Linked DNA regions of Mustela erminea: region 2 is linked to region 1. A link is a contact called in public Hi-C data. All regions are on one chromosome and are shown on one strand. Each heading gives the region's core, a stretch centred on a gene start, on an enhancer-like site or on the middle of the called end of the contact. The rest is flanking DNA. Distances are from core to core; before and after follow the strand shown.

Region 1 (5,046 bases), core at 451-2,950:
GAGCTTCAAAAAGGTAAGTAGTCTCTCTCTCACCCTTCTCCCATCCCTGACAGGCAACCACTGATATTAGTTCCTTGCTTATTTTTCCAAAGACACATTATGCTTATGCAAGCAAACATTAATTAATATAATAATGTCTAATATATACATTTTCCCTTTTACACAAATTTTGACATTTGCTTCCCCACACCTTGCTTTTTTACACTTAACCATGTACCATGGATACCCTCCCATAAGGACATCTTAAGAGTTTTCTGTGTCTTTTCTATTGTTTATTTTAAAGATTTATTTATTTTTTTGAGAGAGAGAAAGCAGAGGGGAGGGTGGAGGGAGAGGGAGAAAAAAAACTCAAGCAGACTTCTCCCTGAGTGTGCAGCCCTACCAGATCTCAGGACCATCAGACCTGAGCCCAAAGCAAGAACTGGATGCCAAACTGAATCAGCCACCCAGGAGCCTCGCGTCTTTATTTTTTAATGGTACTCCATTGTATAGATAGACAATGCTTCTTTTTTTTTTTTTTTAAGATTTTGTTTATTTATTTGACTGAAAGAGAGAGCATGCACAAGCAGGTTCCCCACTGAGCAGGAAGCCCAATGTGGGCTCCATTCCAGGACCCTGGGATGATGACCTGAGCTGAGAGCAGACACTTAACCACTTAACTGACTGAGCCTCCCAGGTGCCCCAACACACAGTGCTTCTTAACCAGTTCCCTACTGAGATTATTTATGTTTTTCTGTTTTTAAAATAGATGCTGCACTACATAATTTTGAATATAGCAATCTTATAGGTATGCAAGTTATTTTTGGACACCTTCCTAGAAGTGGGACTGCAGGGTGTGTGTGTGTGTGTGTGTGTGTGTGTGTGTGTGTGTGTGTGTATTTTTTTTTTTTAAAGATTTATTTATTTAAGAGAGAGAGCACTCATGTAAGTGCGTGGGGGTGGGACAGACAGAGAGAGTCTTCAAGCAGACTGCCCTCTGAAGGGTGGGATCCCTTGCCCCATGAGATTACCACCTGAGTGAGACCAGGAACAATTTTATTTGTTTATTTGAGAGAGAGCATGAGAACTTAAACCCTGAGATCAAGAGATGCCTGATCCACTGACCAAGCCAACCAGGTACCCCTGGACATACACATTTTTAATTTGGACAAAAATTGCCATATTACCCTTCTGAAAAATATGACCAGTTTTGCAATTCCATCTGCAATGTATCTGAGTACCTGTCTGGGTATGCTATTTTTTAAATGATGAAAATATGTAGATGCATGTTTGGGGTTATTTGTGTACCGATGATATTTGAAATCCTGGGATGAGATGAAACTAGAGTGATTAAGAAGGCAGTGAAAATAGAGCAAGCAGGGGTGCCTGGGTGGCTCAGTGGATTAGGCCTCTGCCTTTGGCTCAGGTCTTGATCTCAGGGTCCTGGGATAGAGCCCTGCATTGGGCTCTCTGCTCCGGGGGGAGCCTGCTTCCCCCTTTCTCTCTGCCTGAGTCTCTGCCTACTTGTGATCTCTCTCTGTCAAATAAATAAAATCTTAAAAAAACAAAACAGAACAAAAAAAACAGAGCAAGCAGCCAAGATACAGTTCTTAAACATGCCAGTATTCAGAGGAAAGTGAGTCAGCAAAGGGAGTCAAAGAAAACTAGAGCTGTATAAGGCACACGGCTGTGGACTGGGGGGCGGGGAAACAGAACTCTACAATAATAGGGCCACTTCAGAGAACAATTTAGCATCATGAGGTAGCAATGTGCAGTAATTCCACTCCTATAAATATATCCTAGGGGAACTCCCACAAGGCACCAGAGAAGCCCCAGAACATTCATTATAGAAAAAAATAAAGGTCCGTGGAGGGGATAAACTGTAGCATATGCATAGCATGGATCCCTTCTCACAGTGAAAATACATGAACTATTCGTGCAAACATGGATTCATCTCATATATAATGTTAACTGTAAAAGCAAGGTATAGAATGATACATTCAGAGAGAAACAATTTATACAAAGTCTTAAAACATGCTAAATAAAGGAATTCTTTAAAAAATCTTGGTAAGGGGCGCCTGGGTGGCTCAGTGGGTTAAGCCGCTGCCTTCGGCTCAGGTCATGATCTTGGGGTCCTGGGATTGAGTCCCGCATCGGGCTCTCTGCTCAGCGGGGAGCCTGCTTTCTCCTCTCTCTCTGCCTGCCTCTCTGCCTACTTGTGATCTCTCTCTGTCAAATAAATAAATAAATCTTTAAAAAAAAAAAAAATCTTGGTAAGGGGTGCCTCGGTGGCCCGGTTAAGCAACTGCCTTTTGCTCAGGTCATGATCCTGGAGTCCTGGCATCGAGTCCCACATCTGGCTCCCAGCTCCATGAGGAGTCTGCTTCTCCCTCTGACCTTCTGCTCTCTCATGCTCTCTCTGTCTCTCTCTCAAATAAATAAATAAAATCTTTAAAAAAAAAAAAAAAAGGTCTGGGTAAGGCGGGGCACTTGGGAGGCTAGTTGGTTAAGCCACTGCCTTTGGCTCCTGAAGTCCTTCAATGGAGTCCCACATGGGGCTCCCAGCTCCAACAGGAGTTGCTTCTCCTTCTGACCTTCTTCCCTCTCATGCTCTCTCTCACTCGCTCTCAAACAAACAAACAAATAAATAAATAAAAATCTTAAAAAAAAAAAAAAAAGTCTTGGTAAGGGTGTCTGGGTGGCTCAGTTGTTAAGTGTCTGCCTTCAGCTCAGGTCATGATCCCAGGGTCCTGGGATTGAGGCTCCCTCGCCATTGGGCTCCCTGCTCAGCAGGGGGCTCCCTGCCCTCCCACTCCCCTTGCTTCTCTTCCCTCTCTCTCTCTCTTCCTCTGTCAATTAAATAAATAAATAATCTTTTAAAAAAAAATTTTTTTAAAGGCTTGGTAAAGGGGTTTCTGGCTGGCTCAGTGGGTAGAGCATGCCAACTCTTGATTTCAGAGTCATAAGTTTGAGAACCACAATGGGCATAGAGTTTATTTTCTTTTATTTTTATTTTTTAAAGATTTTGTTTATGGGGCGCCTGGGTGCCTCAGTCAGTAAAGCGTCTGCCTTCGGCTCAGATCATGATCCCAGAGTCCTGGGTCCAGTGCCACATTGGGCTCCTTGCTCAGCAGGGGGCTCCTACTTCTCATTCTGCAACCACTCTCATTCACACTCTCTCTCTGACAAATAAATAAACAAATAAAGTCGTCTAAAAATAATAATAAATAAGTAAATAAAATACTTAAAAAATAAAAAATAAAAATTTTATTTAACTAAGAGCAAGAGCTAGAGCACAAGGGGTGGGGACACAGACAGAGAGGGAGAAGCAGACTCCCTGCTGAGCAGGAAGCCCCACCGGGGTTTATCTGAGCCCAAAGCAGTCCCTTAACTGACTGAGCCAAACATGTGTCCCTAGAGTTTAGTTTTAAGGAATAAAATAGAATGAAAGTCTTCATAAAAACATAGATATAGGAGTGCCTGGGTGGCTCAGTGGGTTAAGCCTCTGCCTTCGGCTCAGGTCATGATCTCAGGGTCCTGGCATTGAGCCCTGCATCAGGCTCTCTGCTCAGCAGGGGGCCTGCTTCCCCACCCCACCCCCACCGCCTTTGCCTGCCTCTCTGCCTACTTGTGATCTCTATCTCTGTCAAATAAATAAATAAAATCTTTAAAAAAAAACCCAAAACCATAGATATATACCAAATCAACACACACACACACACACACACACACACACCAGGCAGCCCTTGCCTATGCAGTGTTAACAAAGCACATGCATATTACAACCATGCAAAATGAGGACATATATCTCTATTACTCACTATGTATACTACATAGAGGACATAACATAAAAATATTAAAAATTGACAAACCTGATTGGTGACTCCATAAATCTTTCTTAGAATTCTTTACAATTTTCTTACAGCTAGAACAACTTTGTAATAAAACTTTTGAAGTAAATCCAAAGGAATTAAGCAAAATAAGTAAAATGAAAGAGTTGTGAGTGCAGTTAAAGCCACTGAAGAGGATGCCATTTGAAGTGACAATACTGGGTATGTAAGTTCGTGATCCTGACCAGCGCAGAATTCCTGAGGAAATCTAAGCAGAAGCCAGAATGAAGAGGACAAGACCAAGAAAAATGAAGAAGTGTGGACTACAGGGGCCTCACACTCTGGGGGTGTGGTAAGGTGTGGAGGACTGGGAGACAGAGTTGGGATTCTGAGCTTTCTTCTTTGGGTCCAAAACTTAGAAGAAAAGAAATGAACATTTACTTAATTCTTTCCAGAACATTCAAAGAGATCTTCTGAAATAGGTTGTTTTTTTGTTTTGTTTTGTTTTTTTCTGAAGTAGTTTTTACAAACTGAAAATTTACAAACTGTTTCTCTAATAGTTCCTGGGTCCCTGAAAGAAATTAGGTACTTTGGGAGGCCTGGGTGGCTCAAGAGGTTAAAGCCTCTACCTTCCGTTCAGGTCCTGATCCCGGGGTCTGGGGATCAGGCCCTGCGGCAATCTGCTAGGTGGGGGGCATGCTTCCCCCTCTTTCTCTCTGCCTGCCTCTCCACCTACTTGTGACCTCTGTCTGTCAAATAAATAAATAAATAAATCTTTTTCTTTTTTTTTTAAAGGAAAGAAAAGAAATTAGGTACTTTGTCCTTGCTTTCTGAATACAAAGACAATGATGTGAAGTTCTTGGGGCTGGACCTCACAATTTGGGCAATCTTTTTTTTTTTTTTTTAAGATTTTATTTATGTATTTGAGAGAGAGAGAGAGAGAACATAAGCAGGGGGAGAGGGAGAGGAACAAACAGACTCCCAGCTGAGCAGGGAGCCTGATGCAGGGCTTGATCTCAGGACCTTGGGAACATGACCCAAGCTGATGGCAGATACTTAATGCACAAGCCACCAGGTGCCCTGGGCCATGATTTTTAGTAATGTGTGGAAAAATCAGTAGATTTTGTCTTCTCGAATAATTTATTTTATTTTATTATTTGTTTGTTTGTTTGACAGAGATCACAAGTAGGCAGAGAGGCAGTTAGAAAGAGAGGGGGAAATAGGCTCCCTCCTGAGC
Region 2 (5,369 bases), core at 1,811-4,310, 46 kb after region 1:
GCACAGAGAGACCCTGGGAGTGCCACCTCTTTCCAGGGGAGGCTGAACGGCAGCAATTGAGTGAGGTGGCCCAGCAGCTGGAGCAGGAGCTGCAGCGGACCCAGGAGTCCCTGGCTAGTCTGGGGCTGCAGCTGGAAGCAGCCCGCCAGGGCCAGAAGGAGAGTACGGAGGAGGCTGCCAGTCTCCGGCAGGAGCTGACCCAGCAGCAGGAGATCTATGGGCAAGGTGTGCAGGAGGGGCAGTGGGTTTACCATGGAGGGCTGGGGGAGACAGAGGAGTGACGCTCCCTGCGACACACCCCATCTGCCCCTTCCCCCCAGCTCTGCAAGAGAAGGTGGCTGAAGTGGAAACTAGGCTGCGGGAACAGCTCTTAGAAACAGAGAGGAGATTGAACGAGGCTCGGAGGGAGCATGGCAAGGCAGGTGAGATTTGTTGGGATGGATACGGGCATCCGGGAAGAAGGAAATGTTAGATGTGAAGTTTTTTTTTTGTTTTAAAATTTTATTTATTTGAGAGAGCACGAGAAGAAAGGGTCAGAGGGAGAAGCAGACTCCCTTCTGAGCTGGGAATCCAATGTGGAACTCGATTCCGGGACTCCAGGATCATGACCTGAGCTGAAGGCAGTCTCTCTTTTTTTTTTTTTTAAAGATTTTATTTATTTATTTGACAGAGATCACAAGTAGGCAGAGAGGCAGGCAGAGAGTGAGAAGGGGAAGCAGGCTCACCTCTGAGCAGGGAGCCTGATGCAGGGCTCGATCCTGGGACCCTGGGATCATAACCTGAACGGAAGGCAGAGGCTTAACCCACTGAGCCACCCAGGCCCCCCTGAAGGCAATCTCTTAACCATCTGAGCCACCCAGACGCCCCCTACATGAGGTTTTAAAAACTGTTTTGAATCCTGCAAATAGTGAAGTTAAAAGAAATGGTACAGATCAATTCTCATGGTGTGAACACACTCCTGTAGCCAGCCCCCGTATCCAGCACCAGCATGAGCCCCACCCAGCCACTCCCCTCCATAAAGGCAACGGCCATCCTGACCTCACACCAACCGGTACCCCCAACTTTTTTTTGCCTTGGAACAATAGAAATTTATTCTCTCACAGTACTGGAAGCTGGAAGCTAGAAGTCTGAACTCAAGATGCTGCCAGGGTTGGTGCCTGCTAGAGGTTCTGAGAGACACTTTGATGACACCCTGCCCCTGGTGGGTGGTTGCCGGCAGTCTGTGGCATCCTTTCATTTGCAGGCACATCATTCCCTTCTGTCTTCATCTTTACATGGTGTGCTCTGCTGTGTGTGTCTGCCCCCAACTTTCTTTTTTTTTAAGATTTTATTTTTAAGTAATCCTTACACCCAGCATGGGGCTCAAACCCACAAACCTAAGATCAAGAATCTTACTCTCTACCGCTCTACGGACTGAGCCAGTCAGGTGCTTCCCCCTCTTTTATTAGGACAGAGTTCAAATACCTGGACAGATTACAAGAGTCACAAAATGCCCACTTGTTTACCTCCTCTGACTAGATGGAACAGTTAGTAACCAATTTTTTTTTTAAGATTATTTATTTATTTATTTGACAGACAGAGATCACAAGTGGGCAGAGAGGCAGGCAGAGTGAGACGGGGAAGCAGGCTCCCTGCTGAGCAGAGAGTCTGATGTGGGGCTCCATCCCAGGACCCTGAGATCATGACCTGAGCCGAAGGCAGAGGCTTTAACTCACTGAGCCACACAGGCACCCCTAGTTACCAATTTTTAAAAATATTTTATTTCTTGAAATAACCTCTACGCCCTGTGTAGGGCTCCAGGCCACAACCCCGAGATCAAGAGTCTCGTGTTCCACCGACTGAGCCAGCCAAGCACCCAGCAGATGTTAATCTCTTGCCATATTTGCTCTATCCACATATATATACACACTGGTACGTGCATTTTTTGGGAAATACTTTAAGTTACAAACATCATGACCACCCAGCTGCATCTCCTATGAAGAGGATATTTTCTTACATAACCTCAGTGTCATTGTCATACGTTAAGAAAACATTAGTGGCACAAAATGGAATATCTGGTTCATATTCAGATTTCCTCTACACGACTCCAGGAAGTCTCCGGGATGAGGAAGGTACTTTGGGTTCACAGAGTCAGAAGGTCGTGGAGCATCAGCCACTACTCCCACCACACGGAGGAGACAGCCCTGGAGCATAAGTGGCTTCGCTGAGCCATAGAGCTGAGGGCCCAGTGTTCCCACGATCGCAGTCCTGTTCTCATGGTGCCTCTCTGCTTCTGGGCTGCCCCACACCTGTGCCCTCTGTGCCCTGGCTTCCACGTAGTGGTCTCCCTGCGCCAGATGCAGCGCAAAGCCACCCGGGAGAAGGAGCGGAACCAGGAGCTCAGGCGCCTGCAAGATGAGGCCCGGAAGGAGGAGGGGCTGCGGCTGACCCAGCGCCTGCAGGAGCTAGAGAGGGACAAGAACTTTATGCTGGTAGGGGAGAGAGGGAAGAGCAGAGACCAGGGTCTGGTGGGGGTGGGGGGGCGGGAATGAGGAAGGGCGGCTCTGCCTGGGCTAGGTGGCGTTTAACCCTCTCCTTCCCAGGCCACCTTGCAGCAGGAGGGTCTCCTCTCCCGTTACAAGCAGCAGCGACTGTTGGCAGTTTTTCCTTCCCTGCTGGATAAGGGGAAGTCTGCAGAGTCCAGCCCCTGGGCCCCAGGGTCTTCACTGCCTGTACCTCCAGGAGCAGCACCCATCTCCAAGGAGTCCATAAGAGGTATGGGCCATGTAGGAAGGGACAAATGCAGGGGACTTTAGGAATCTCTCCTTAAGGCACTCTGAATGCATGAGCATCATTCTCTGTGACCCTTGGAGGCCCACAGCCTCTCATCTGTGCCCGCATTGGGCCAGGGAACCTCCAAGCTGATGGCAGCCCTGTTTGCTGCACTGGAGCTGAGCTGCCCTCTCTGCTCAGCTGCTATCCCTTGGGGTCTTCTTTCCCAGGATCCCTCTCTGTCCTGCTCGATGATCTGCAGGGACTGAGTGAGGCCATTTCCAAAGAGGAAGCTATCTCTGAAGGAGACAACCAGAACTGTCCTGCTCCAGTCTGCCTCTGAACAGTTCCCTCTGAACAGCTCCGGGCACTCTGTGCAGCAGGGGGCTCAAGGTGGGCGGGGCGGCCCCCAGAGAAGTGGAGTGGGGGTGGGGAGGTCAGCCAGCTGCCCTTGTGGACACCGTGGACACCGGCCACCAAGATGCCTGTGAATCTTGTGGCTTAATAAAGACAACTGCAGCAGGTGCCGTGTTCTCTTGGGGAATGGGAGGGAATTCTTGCTGCAGCTATCTCTGTCTGGAAAATGCAGGGAGTGGTCCCACACAGCTACTTCTCTAGGTGGTACCTTTTTCAAAACCCCTTTCTCTGGCTGCTTGGGAAGTTTTTTGAGGTGCTCCAGAAGTTTATTCTCAACTTTTGTTTGAAAACTCTTCACCTCTGGAAAATGATCACTGCCAGGAGTCAGAATATAAAACATCACTCATTTGCTGGGAATCTCAGTGCCAAGCAGTTTCCTTGCTCAGGGACCACAGTGGTGGATTTGATGGGTGGGTCCCTGTTCCCTTGGTCCCAACATCCCAGCGCGGGGGCGGGAGATAGATGATGGACAGGTACCTAAGTGAACAGAGCAAGCGTTGCCATGAAGAGAAAAGAAATACAGTGACGTGACAGAACCTGACTTGGGAGGGACAGCTAGACCAGAAGACAGGAAAGGGCTCCCTGGGGAGGGGATCTGTGAAGACCTGCCTGCCAGCAGGAGCCAAGAGGGCCAGCAGAAGAGTCCTGCAGCGGGCAGGCAAGCACTGAGGCCCAGAGCGGGAGGGAGGGACTGGTAGCACGGGCGGGTTTATTTTAAGTCAATAGAAAGCCCTTGGAGTGCTTTTCAACCAGGTGCAGGCACACAGTTAAGCTGATATGTTTATGAGCTAGGTTGGCTGGCTGTAGAGGATGGGGCTTGGGTGGGGGAAGGGTGTTGTGGGGGGACCAGTTAGGAGGGTGCTGGGGAGGCTAGGGAGAGATGAGCTCCCTAATGGGGACATGGGCTGAGCTTGCCTTGGGGGGGTATTGGGGTTGGGGAAAGGAGCAGAATGAAGGCTTCGAAGTGAGCCACAGGGGAGCAGACCAGATGGAGAACAGCCTGGGGAGGAAAGGAGTTCTGTTCAGGAGTCATTACTTCTGAGAGGCGCACTACAGCTCTAGACCAGTGGCGGCCTTCCTGAGGTGGAGGTTCCAGGGTGTCTGAGACACTTAGACAAGACTCGCACTGAGCTCTGAAGGATGGGGGTGGGAAGGGCACAGAGAGCTGGCTCCCAGAACCAGGGCAGCAGCCGCCTTGAGCAGGATTCCAGAGGGAGGAGGAAGAGGCGGGGATTGACAGGAAGCGGAGGCAGCTTCCTCCTGAGCCTCTGGGCTGTGACTGTTGGAAGCTGCTCTGGGGAGGGGGTTAGGAATCAGGATGTCCTCATACTTCCTCGCCTGCCATCACCCCAGGCGGCTCCTGGATGAAATTCTTCGGATGTCACTGCTTGGGAGGCCCCCTAGGTGCCTGTGGAGGCATGTGGGAAAGCAGCATGTGGTTCCCAGTCCTGAGAGGAGTGAAAGGTCCAAGGACAAAACTGAGTCCCAGGGGGAGGCTCGGGGTACTGGCTGAGACCACTCTAGTTGCATCCTGTGTGTTTATAACAAGCCCCTGTCCCTGCTCTTGCCTGGGCGTCCTGCCTCCTGACCCCTGTAATTACACTGCTTCCCCACGCATGGTTGGCTCCCATTTCTCGGCTTCCCGTGGCTTCAAGGGATGAAAGGTGGACGTCCTTGTGATTACAGAGATGACAGGTGGGTATTGATCGCTGCAGGGTGTGTGTGGAGGAGGATGTGAACATAAGGGTGGGATGACCAAGGTCTAGGTCACTGATAGAGCTTGGGTGGCTAGATCCCAAAATGGGGGGGGGGGGGCTAAAATGAGGGACGCTGCTGTCAGAGGTTAAACATTAGCCCTGGCCTTCCAAACGGGTTTGACCAGTTAGGTTCTGATGGGATTCCTTGTGTCACTGGGCTGGCCACTCCCCAGAGGTCAGACACTGCCTCTCACTCCTCCCTTATAAAGCCTCTTGGGGTTCCCAGGCACCTAGACTCAGTTTACCCCCAACTTCGGGGGCCAGGAGACAGCCATGATGCTCAACTGGAAGCTGCTGGGGATCCTGGTCCTTTACCTGTGTGCCGGAGGTAAGCTGGGAACAGGCCAGGGTGCAGTTGGAGGTGATGGAGGATGGTCAAGAGAGGCAACTGTGAATTGGATGCATAGGAACAGAGGAGATTCTAGAAGATTGTGGGTATTCCCA

The links. Hi-C and Micro-C count contacts between places; a contact is called where the count stands out from the background.
Region 2: a Hi-C map of fibroblasts shows a contact between it and region 1, with 3 times the contacts expected there. The contact joins the promoter of PSORS1C2 here to the enhancer-like site in region 1. A contact is called at or near these places in 3 of 3 Hi-C or Micro-C datasets (fibroblasts, skeletal muscle and spleen).

The regions. Positions count from the first base shown.
Region 1 is chr4:122,897,966-122,903,011 of mMusErm1.Pri, forward strand. No RefSeq gene overlaps it. Among named protein-coding and RNA genes, the nearest start is that of POU5F1, 20 kb to the right of the region's middle. Within about 2 kb of position 1,701, the one cell type or tissue checked has open chromatin away from gene starts, as enhancers often do. A contact at or near this core is called in fibroblasts, where this site is marked.
Region 2 is chr4:122,942,668-122,948,036 of mMusErm1.Pri, forward strand. It overlaps PSORS1C2 (psoriasis susceptibility 1 candidate gene 2 protein), which reads left to right and starts at 3,061. Exons shown (of 4, transcript XM_032338147.1): 1 at 3,061-3,144; 2 at 4,855-4,863; 3 at 5,152-5,253. The coding sequence starts at 5,199. CCHCR1 (coiled-coil alpha-helical rod protein 1) reads left to right here. Exons shown (of 18, transcript XM_032338064.1): 14 at 37-225; 15 at 321-422; 16 at 2,320-2,471; 17 at 2,625-2,754; 18 at 2,982-3,273. The coding sequence ends at 3,094.